Regions from separate parts of the Mus musculus genome. Here region 2 is linked to region 1. Evidence: chromatin contacts called from public HiChIP or PLAC-seq data. All regions are on one chromosome and are shown on one strand. The core of a region is the stretch at or near the end of the contact, and the rest is flanking DNA. Distances in the headings are between cores, read along the strand shown. Region 1 overlaps Sbf2 (SET binding factor 2). Region 2 overlaps Sbf2 (SET binding factor 2).

The links. HiChIP or PLAC-seq counts read pairs in DNA pulled down with a chosen protein or histone mark.
Region 2: an H3K27ac HiChIP or PLAC-seq map of neural progenitor cells shows a contact between it and region 1, with 3 times the contacts expected there. The contact joins two enhancer-like sites. A contact is called at or near these places in 6 of 484 Hi-C or Micro-C datasets (8-cell embryo, the STO cell line, bone marrow-derived macrophages and 3 more) and 4 of 115 datasets of contacts at active chromatin or transcription factors (the HPC-7 cell line, PVALB interneurons, embryonic stem cells and 1 more).

The regions. Positions count from the first base shown.
Region 1 is chr7:110,308,118-110,313,642 of GRCm38.p6, forward strand. Sbf2 (SET binding factor 2) reads right to left here. Exons shown (of 41, transcript NM_177324.2): 38 at 4,559-4,752; 39 at 3,957-4,044; 40 at 2,041-2,172; 41 at 1-1,379. The coding sequence ends at 1,281. Among named protein-coding and RNA genes, the nearest start is that of Gm32861, 22 kb to the left of the region's middle. Within about 2 kb of position 2,649, at least 7 of the 459 cell types and tissues checked have an H3K27ac peak or open chromatin away from gene starts, as enhancers often do. A contact at or near this core is called in neural progenitor cells, where this site is marked.
Region 2 is chr7:110,385,237-110,390,761 of GRCm38.p6, forward strand. All of the region lies in intron 17 of Sbf2 (SET binding factor 2), which reads right to left. Among named protein-coding and RNA genes, the nearest start is that of Gm32861, 100 kb to the left of the region's middle. Within about 2 kb of position 2,490, at least 35 of the 459 cell types and tissues checked have an H3K27ac peak or open chromatin away from gene starts, as enhancers often do. A contact at or near this core is called in neural progenitor cells, where this site is marked.

The DNA.
Region 1 (5,525 bases), core at 1,399-3,898:
CAGCTTCAAAGAGCCGAGAGGACAGTGGGCTCCAGAGTCTACAAAGTACAAAAATTATTTCATATACAAAGAAAATACAAGTAATGTGCAAAAACCATTTCACAGGTGGCAAATTTATAAAATGAATATGATAAAAAACTCCTTCATTTTTATTTCCCAATTTCTTATATATTAATACAGTTCTATTTTCTAGTGTGTTGATAATTTTTAATTTGAAAATTTGATTTATTTTTAATCTACAAAGTAGTTTTTATTATTTAAAAAGGAAACAACCTTTTATTACTAAAATCTTATGAATCAGTTTAGTTATTTTTATTTTAAATTATAAGCAGGCTATCTGAAAAATCAGGATATAGAAATCATATATACATATTTTGAAATATTAGTTTGGTATTTAACATATTAACATTTCAAAACACACACACTGACCAAGTTGCTAGGGCCCGGTGGCAGCGGTGGCCGCTCAGGCCCACCACAGATGAGAAGCATCCTTGAGTTTGAGGCTGGAGCAAACAAGGTTATGGTAACTGGGAGACCTTAGGAGCAGTTCTTCTCACAAGCAGTGCTGTCTGGTTAGCTGGCCTGTCCCCTGTGTGCTGGCCTGTCCCATGTGTCTCAGTTTGTCCAATGGCTCCCTGGTTAGTTCAGTGCTAGTGTTCTGTGGGCTCGCACGCTTGTTACTTCACAGAAAGCTGTGGGGAACAGGAGAGAACGCAGGACCCAGGCACTGTGTCCTCAGAGACTCGTGGTTTGAAGCAGTGTTTCCTGCACTGGCCCAGGTCATTCTGTGCTATTGTTAACCTCCTCTGCCTGCCACTGAGTAGTGACGTCTCCTGCTGCGAAGCTCCCGGGCAGGAACCATGAAAGCACCTTTGGCAGCACCAGGGAACCGACATCTCAAGGATCAGGCAGTAGGAGGAGGTGTGTCTGATGGGACACCTATGCGGTCGGTGTACAGCGACCTTTGAAGGTTTGGATTTCTGTGGTCCAAGTTGTTGAAGTTATGGCTTTGGAGAACAGTCTTCATGGAGGAGGACTCAGGTGGGAGCCACCTTGCCTACATGACAGCAGCAGGTCCAGAGGCACCCTCTCCACTTCAATCCTGTTGGAATGCTGCAGGGAGAGGGAGGGCCAGGGCTCCCACCCAGACCTGTGTGACATGCCAACTGCTTCCAGAGGGGACAAGGTAAGCAGAACCTCAGGCCCTGGGATGACCGTCATCGCCCTGTCAGGCAGATGAGTGAGTTCCTCTACCTTTCGTGCTTGTCTGATCCTGGGCATCAGGCATCAGAGATGCAGCTCTGGATCCTGTCCATCCATTGCTGGGCGCTCTGCCCATCCTGGGCACAGAAGTTATACACTCGCTTGCTGGTCTTGAGCTACAGAAACAAGCGACAGAAGGGTAGACATAAAGCAGGACTGTTCTTTTGGCTTTGGGTGAGTAACAAACTAATCCCATCCTGGACAGACAGAACGGCCGGTTCTAACATTGGGTTTGGGGGTACTTTAAGGGCTATGCAAACAGATGACTTATAATTAATTAGTCCCTGACTAATAATTTAAGTAGTCCTTAAAATGAAGACAGTTTCATAAAGTAGATTACATTCTCCATCCCTCTACAGGCTATGATGCTGTTCCCTGGCTCAGGGTTTCTACTATGGCTCCATATGAAAAAAGGGGGTGGCACAGTTCCCCTGAGAGCTCTGGCATACTGTTCTTGCTTTGGTGCTGTGTAAGAGGCCAGAGGCACCAGCTGGTCCTGGGACCCCGCGCCATCCATGCCCAGCTCCTTTATTAAAGGCAATTCCGGGAAGAGGTCCTTTCCCCACTCCAGTGACTATGGGCAGTGACAGTGCTGTAGCAGAGGCAGAGGAGGGGACAGTGCTGCTCAGTGTGAAAGGTAGTCATGGGGATTCATTAGCCACTCACCCACAGCTTTAATTAAACACTCCTTTTTATTGACTACCAACTCCTTGGGGGCCCTATAATGTTTGGAGGTCATGGAGAGACATGCAGAAAGAACAGGAAAGAGGAACTTACATCAAAGAAAGCCTTGTCACTTGTATACTTTGGGGCTCCCATGCTGGGGCCGGCAGGGATAACCATTTCTACTTCAGCCAGATCAATGTGGCCTTTACAACTCGTGTCTTCCCCCGAATCATAGTATCGCAGCTAGGACCAAAAAGAGACAGACAGGACACAGTAAGGGGAAATGACCCGGCTTTCCAGACACATCTGACCACATCCTCTGCACCTTGCTTGTTGGTGCTGACTCTGCATGGAAGAATACTCTAGCATTAACAACGCAGGCTGCCTCTTGTACACACCTTTAATCCCAGCACCTGGAAGGAGAGGCAGCAGATCTCTGTGAGTTCAAGGCCAGCCTGAACCTCAAAGTGTTACACAGAGAAACCGTCTCAAAAAACAAAACAAACAACAAAAAGGAATTCCTGGATGCTGCTTTCAATCTAGTTGAAAAGGTCAAAGGACTCACCAGCAAGTCACAGAGGGCTTGAAACGCCACTGAGCTAGACGGCTGGAGTCTCCCCAGCCTGACCCAACCAAGGAAGTGACATGAGTGCCGTCTTTACTCCGCCACTGAGCACTGGCTAAGTGACAGCATGGCACTGGGATGGACAAAGGACAAGGAAGGCTTCCCAAGCAACAGGAAGTTGGAAGGAGAATGCAGTCTAAAATGGCACTGAGGGACATTACAGAGAGCTCCCAGCTGCCAGCTCTTGGAGATGTTTAAGTTTGGCACAATAACCATGTATTACTTTGGAATAAGAAGAAATGACGAAGTATTTTAAGAGCTTGCTGGTGAAAGCCTTCTTGGCCCAGGCAGGATTCCAGTAATGCAATTGGTTGTTTCCATCACTGTGTCTCAGGCCTCAACACCGCCCCACCCCCACCCCCGTACCCCTACCCTCAGGCAGTGTCACCAGGGCTAAATGGAAAAACCGTACACTTTCCACGCTAAAGAAAGTCAGAAGATTGGTAAGAATGCAAGTATAATTTGATGTAATTTTAAATTATAGTAAAATCATGATTTTTCCTATGTTATATTTAGTGGTTTAATGGAACTTTTCTACACAGTGAAGGTTCTGTGATTCCAGGGGGCACTGTTATTGTAAATGCAGCTTTAAAAAGGCTTCCATTTGTGTGTTTGAAAAGAATCTCAACAGTCTTCATATGGGTCAACAGACACAAAACCAAGAAAGCATTTGAATCAGAGGAAAGGATGGCCCCAGACCAGCCTTGACCAGGACGGGGTCCTCCTGACGCTGTCCCACAGTTGAGGTCCTTCCCGATGCTGCCTTCTACAAGTCAGCCTGAAGCAGAGGCGTCACTGCTGTGGTAAGGAAGGTGCTATGGGGCAGATGGAGAGTGCAGGAGCAGAGAGCATGATGGGAAGTCTAACCTGTAGCAGTTAGGGCAAGAGTTAAAGCCTGGCAGAGATGACTTAAGGTAAGGAAGGTCTTGCCTAGCCTGCTGTGAATCCCAGGGCTGGGTGGGCACATTCCTTCTCTGTGCTCCCATCTTTTAAGAATAGCAGTCCCTTGCTTAATATGCAGTGCAATGAGGTGGTGTGCAGTCATAAATGAATGTTTTCTGCAGCAAGGATGAAGGACAGCTGTGCCCTGGAAGGGAGGGGGCAGACATAAGCTCCCACATTCATGCACCAGGTTAAAGCTCCCGGACGCTTCCAGACCTGTATGTTAAGATGACATTTACATATCAGAGTTCCAGTGCTCTGAGCACACTGGTTCAACTGTCTTGCCTTAGCTGTGCTCCAGGTAGAGGCTGCTTTAAAATTTCCTTCCAAAGATTTCTCCCAGGGCTCAGGGGTGTTTGGGGCCTACAAGAGCCACCATGTGCATAGGTGAGGCCGGGGTGAGCAGGCTGTATGAGAGGTAAGCTGCCAGCCCAGGCCGAGCAGTGTCTTTAGGTCTTACCTGGTGTTTCGTGACATCTAAAACAAACCAGCGGGGTTTCCAACCCTTCAGCAATGCTCCTCGTTTGTATAATGTTCCTTCAAAGGATCTAGAAGTAAAACCAACAAAACAGTTTATTCTGACCTTTATTAACAAACAAGAACACTGGCTTTTGTCTGCCAGGCCTCTGTCTCCCAAGTCAGGGCTCTCCTTGGAGTCAGGCCCTAGCCCTTTGGGAGGCTGGGGTCAGCATTCCCCTGGTTAGGAATTCTTGGTCTCCATGCTTTCTGCTTTGCTAGGAATGCTGCAACACTGAGGGAAACCGGGTTGGAAACAGAAGTCTGAAGACGCCTGAGAAACACTAGTATGCCCTTGGCATCCCTAGTTTCCATGAGTCAAATCTTTTCTCTCAGCCAAGACGAGTAGGCTGCATGATGTGTACTACTGAAAAGGTATTTCCTGACACATATTCTCTCAAATACTGGTCCCCTGCAGAGCATTCAACACAAAGCATTTAAGAAAACGAAAACCCAAGGAACAAAAGCAAATCCATCCTGAGTGGGGGAAGGCTGCTTTGCACAGGGCTTGCTTAGGCTAACACCATGGGGTTCCAGCTCTGTCACCTGTTCTCGTCGTTCTTGGATGTGTACTGGCTGTAAAGTGTGGCCGCCCTGTGCTCTACACCATTGGACGGGGCGGTGGTGGTACTCTGATCCTCGCCCAGGCCTCGGTGTAGCGGGTGCAGCGCAGGCCTCTTCTGATAGGAAGGCACGTTGGTAGATGCAATTCCTGGGGATCCCGCTGAGTGTCTTAGGGACTGAAAAGACAGAATAGGAAGGAGCTAGCAAAGTTTCCCAGTGGCTTAAGAGACTGGCCTGATAATTTTATCCATATACATGATCTCAGGGTAAAAACTTACTAGTGAGCCAGCATGTGTACAAAGACATTTATCTTGTGTTTGTCTGTTTTGGTTGGAAAGTAGAAATAAACTAAGGATTATTTGTGGACTGGTAAACAAACTCCACAACCATTGTTCCTTTATAATGGAGTTGTGGACAGCTACCAAAATGATGCAAATGAATGGCATGTCTACCAACAAGAAGGCAGGCTTTAAACTATCATGTAGTTTATATAGCTTTTGATAACCTTCTGTGTACTGTTACTTTAAAAATACATCTTACTTTCACAATAAAAAAAATCTAGAAACAGTATATTATTTCTGGCTGGGAGGTGAGGTTGACGGTGAGGCTGCAGCCTAGGCCCTGGTCAAGGGCTGTCTTCTCCCTGCCCTCGTCTTGCTCTCTCCTACTCGATGTGCTCCTCAGAACACTTGTGAGTCCTCACTTCCCTGTGCTGAGCTGGGAGTCGGTCGGTCTGCTGTGGGTCTGAGTGGTGGCCCTGCCAGTTAGTAACTGAGAGATTTCTCTGCCTTCCTCCTCATGCTGAGGTACAAACCGCACTCACTGAGGACAGCATAGGGCTCAGTCCCTTGGACATATGTGCTTGATAAACATTTCTAATAGCAGAAATAGGAAATGGGGTACAAGAAACAGAAAGGGAAGTGCAGGGACAGAAAGTAGCATAAGCTGT
Region 2 (5,525 bases), core at 1,240-3,739, 77 kb after region 1:
CAGGTACATAATTTAGCAACAGACAAAACTCCAATATTAGTAACATATTTTCAGGTTTCTTTCTAAGATTACAATTCTAAATCTAGTTTTATTAGCTGGAAATATCATCCAAGAGTATAAGAAAACAGACCAGTTTCTCCCAGGCACTGCAGATGTTCTCTGGCTTCTTCATTGCAATCCTTCACCATCAACACTACAGCATTCTGTTGACTGCTTTCATTACCCCCATACTCAAAACCTTCTTTGAATGTGGTTTCTCTTTACATCTCTTAAAAATCACTGAAAAATCTATCTGTGACCACAAGGACAACTATAAAGCTAGAAAAATTAAAAACAAAACACTTGTACTTCAGATAGAAAGGGAATCTGTTGAGTCACTGAGTGTTTATAATAGCACATAATTCACTTCCTGTTGCAATAATTTCTTCTGTAATTCAGCAGCTCCTCCACAGAGCCCTATGAAGTCTATGACTTCTCAAAAATGTCAACAATGCTGACTAGTATAAAGGAAAGAGTGCTGCCTAAGCAAAACTAAACTAGAAGAATAATCTATTTACAAGTTTGTTTTAGGGGTAAACAGTTGATAAAATCAGCTTTTGTTACTTATAAAGATAGTCATGAGTTCTGAATTTTCCCGTTATAGCATGCTGCAAGGACCTCAAAACATTCTAATTTCCATCATACGACCAATAGTCCATGCCCTAATGAATATATTATAGGCCACTGAAAAATCAATGTAAGTATCAAGCAGTCAAGTGATGACCAGAACAAGGACCAGAACTACTGAGGGCTCCAAGGAGGTGGAAGGGCACAGAAAAATACAGAAAAAAAAATATCCTATTGGGAGAATTTAGCTAATTCACAGAGAACGTTCTCTCTCATTGTTAATCTGGATGAAAAGGCATTTTAGCATTGTGAAGGGCAGTAATTAGTATTGATTATGTACAATATAAAACCCATTTACACAGATCTGTAAAGGTATTTTGCTCGGAATGCTTGGCAAGCATGTGTGAGGTCTTAGGTTCATTCAATGGCACTAAATACACACATATATTTATGTGTATACATTTATGTATGTATCTTTAGATGAGCATGTTTATTTTGCTTACATGTTTCGTGGAGTGAAAGTCAGTAAATGGAAGACTTGCTTCTTGCTCTAGCTAGAATTATAGATAGCAATGGAGACTACAGATCCATAACAGGAAGTACAGGATAGTAGTTGTGAACGCTGGCCTGATTGTGGAACTCTGGCTAAGCTCTATGAGCCTAGGAACTGCATCTCTTCTGTACTTGCATGCACATGCAGAGACTGGGGAAGTAACATTCAGTTTGCAGCTGAAGTCCATCCTGTTCTTCATCCCCCCAGAATTCACTGTTCACTTACTACGTGCCTGCCACTCTAACGGGCGCTTTATGTTTACCACCCGCTTCTGTCTTTACTGATCACAATCCCAGACATTTGTTTAAGATTTCAGAATAAGCTGGAATTCAAATTCACATCTAGTTCCCATTTTAGGGCTTTCCACTTATATCTTCGTTCCATTGCTATTTCTGTGAAGAGACGCCATGACTAAGGCAACTTACAAAAGATAAGAGCTTATTAGGGGCTTGCTTACAATTTTGGAGGGTTGGGCTACGATCATCATGGCAGGAAGCATGGCAGCAGGCATAACCTTGGAGCAGTAGCTGATAGCTTACACATTAAGAGAACAACCACAAGTCAGAGAGATAGATCCAACTGGAAGTTGTATGAAGTTTTGAAGCCTCAAAGCCCACCTCAGTGATGACACCAATCCAACAAGGCCACCCTGGGGACTAAGTATTGAAATATAGGAGCCTATGGTAACATTCTCAATTCAAACCACCAGACCTACTATAATACACCATAAGAATTTATAGTCAGAGTTAAAAGTGAGAGGCTGTGAAGCTAACATCGTATCAGCTGAATGTAGCTGCACATTTTGTTTTGGTTATTTAAGAGGTTGATGAGAGAGTGTGAGTTTATGACAGAGAGGAAAGCAGAAATTGACTCTTACCATTTATGTAGAAACCAGAGGATGACTTTGGACACCTTCTTTTGCTATCTTTTTCTACTTCATATTTTGAAACAGGGTCTCACACTGAACCTGGGACTCATTGTTTCCTTTAGGCTAGCTAACTAGTAATCCTCCAGGACCTACAAGTCTCTACACCTACAGGGCTGGGGTAATAGGCCTACATCTCCAAGCCTGGCTCTCATGGCTGTTGAAAATTTGAAATTTGTTCCTTGTTTTTAACCCATCAGGTATTTTACCTACTGAATCTCCTTGTCCACGATTTTAATTTTTTTAGTTAAATCAAAAGAAGAAATTTTATGTACTGTTCAAATTTATAATTTTCTTGAAAACAAAACAAAAGATGTGCTGACACCATTCCTGCATGCAAGGCTGCAGCTGCTAGGACTGACCAGTGGCTGTCCTGCACACAGGAAGCCTGTTCTTCCTTCCCTTTGCTTCACTCATTTGCATTCTCTGGTCTCAAGCATTCAGTTAGCAGTTCTTAGTGCCTTCCAGCCTTTCTCTCTAAACTGCCTTTTGTGCTAGCTCACTACGGGCCCCTCAATCTCTCAAGCCTCCTTAGCTCCTTGCTGTAAGTTTCTGACAGCTGAGTACTGCATACTCCTTAGAGACTAGAGGATAATATTAGTCTGAACTCCTCGCCATGGCATTCTGGGCATTCTAGGCATGGTTTCAAATCACCTTTGTCATCATACATTTCCGCATCTGATGAGTGAGTAGACTGCTGTTACCTTAAAAGGACATATCCAAGTGTCTTGCTGTAGAATTCCATTTTTTAAATTACATTTTAAACAATGGATTGGATTACAAGTATGATTTTCAAAATTAATTCAAAGAACCAGGAATCTACAACTTCTTTGTAGCTGTCTCTCAGAGATGTGCCCTAATGTATCTGCCTCGTACAGATGCCACTGACAACTAACAACTGGTTAACAAAAGAGATTTGGGATTGATGGTATTGTTTTTTACGATTCATATTTTTTATGTGTTTATGAGTTTTGCCTGGATGTATGCATTTTTACCATGTGTGTACAGTGCCTCCAGAGGTCTGAAGAGGGTCTAAGGTCCCCTGCAACCTGAGTTAATCCGTGAGAAGCCATGTAGGTGCTGCGAACTGAGCTTGGGACCTCTGCAAAGGCAGCAAGTGCTCTTCACCTGCAAGCTTCACTCCAGTCCCCTCGATGGCAGTCTTAAGACTACAGGGTTTCTTAAGTTGCACTTCAGTGAGAGGCTAACGATACCAAGTGTACCCACGATGCAACCTGGGTAGCACAGCCTGGTTTCAAAGACTCACACACAATGCCAGTTAACAGTTTTGCCTAATGTTTCCATCCCATTTACTATGCACTAGGATTTATATTTATCTACTGTTGCATGAAAAAACTGCCAAGACTTGGTGGCTTAAAAATCAACAATTCGCTTAGTTCCTAGCAGTCATTAACCTATCTTTAAGAATTTTAAATTTATATTTGCAAAGTAAACTGTTGTAAGTTACTTTTTGAATTCTAAAATCTCAGTACCCCCTTCCCCATGCTGTAGAGGGGATGCTTTTTAAAGATGAAGCCTGTCCAATATTGTCAACATTCAAACAAACATGAATGGCAGACTCTTAGGGATTTCATTATCTAGCTTTGCTGAAAACAAAACCTCATGTTTAAGATCAATATCTGTAAGAGAAACAAAGAAGTGGGCTGGGTTAGGAAGTTCTCTGCAAGGGGGAAGGGCAGACTTCAACTTCTCCACAACTCCCCTCCCCCAACTCAGAATCAGGAAGAAGACTGCACTGTTGCTGTTGTTGTTGTTCTTTTTTAAAGATTTGTTTTATGTATGTGAGTACACTGCAGCTGTGTTCAGACACACCAGAAGAGGGCATCGGATCCCATTACAGATGGTTGTGAGCCACCATGTGGTTGCTGAACTCAGGACCTCTGGAAGAGCAGTCAGTGCTGTTAACCACTGAGCCATCTCTCCAGTCCGTCTGCACTGTTCTTATTGTCAAACACTTCTCTAATCTGCCATAGTCTTCTAAAAAGAAGAGATACTTGGAGAAACCAACAGAATAAATCAAATTCCATGCTACTGTGGAATAAATTAGTATGTGGTTTTGACACAGAACTGTACTTTCTTTTTCACCATTTTCAGTGGATTTTTAATTGTGCCACATAATATATTAAAAAGCAATCAAATTGATAACTTTTGTTTGACTGCTATTCCAAGTAGGCACTGTGCTGCCTGACCCTCAACAACTTGGCTCTCCTGTACGCTGCATCACTATTTGGCTTTCCTCCATGTTTTTCTACAGAGTTCTCCACGTTTCTGGCCTGTATCCCTCTCTTTTCTGTCCTAGGTATGCCTATAGAAGTTTCTTAAACTTATATTTTAAATTAGATCTCTCTCTCTAATGTTATAAGTATGCAAATTTGAGCTGGAGAGATAGCTCAGTGGTTAAGAGCACTGGCTGCTCTTCCCAAGATCCTGAGTTCAATTCCCAGCAACCACATGGGGTTCACAGCCATCTGTAATGGGATCCGATGCCCTCCTCTGGTGTGTCTGAAGACAGTGACAGTGTATACACATACATAAAATAAATTTAAAAAATGCAAATTCGGTTGAAGAGATGGCTCAGTGGTTAAGAACACTGACTGCTCTTCCAGAGGTCCTGAGTTCAAATCTCAGCAACCACATGGTGGCTCACAACCATCTGTAATGAGATCTGATGCCCTCTTCTGGTGTGTCTGAAGACATCGACAGTGTACTTACACATAATAAATAAATAAATAAATAAATCATTTTTTAAAATGCAAATTCTATTTGTTTTTTCTATAGGTCCATGAAGCCCAAGCTGTAAGTTGGTAGCTTATAGGTATTTTGTTTTGAATTTTATTATTATTAACCAATTAAAAAATCTCTGGCAGTAGATTTTCTTTTGAGATAGTCTTGCTCATATTTAGCCCACAACAGACTATAACTTGATTCTCCTACCCGTACTTCCTGAGTACTGCAAGTATGCACAACTGCATTGGCTAGTTGACTATCAACTTGACATAAGTTAGAGATGTATGGGAGAGGGACACTCAACTAAGGAAATGCCTACATAGGATTTGCCAGTTTGCAAGTCTGTGGTATCTTTTCTTTTCTTTTCTTTTTTTTATTATTTTGTTTTAAATCAATTACTTTTTTTCAATTTTTATTAGATATTTTCTTCATTTACATTTCAAATGCTATCCCAAAAGTCCCCTATACCCTCCCCCAACACTGCTACCCTACCCACCCACTCCCACTTCTTGGCCCTGGCGTTCCCCTGTACTGAGGCATATAAAGTTTGCAAGACCAAGGGGCTTCTCTTCCCAATGATGGCCGACTAGGCCATCTTCTGCTACATATGTAGCTAGAGACACGAGCTCTGGGGGTACTGGTTAGTTCATATTGTTGTTCCACCTATAGGGTTGCAGACCCCTTCAGCTCCTT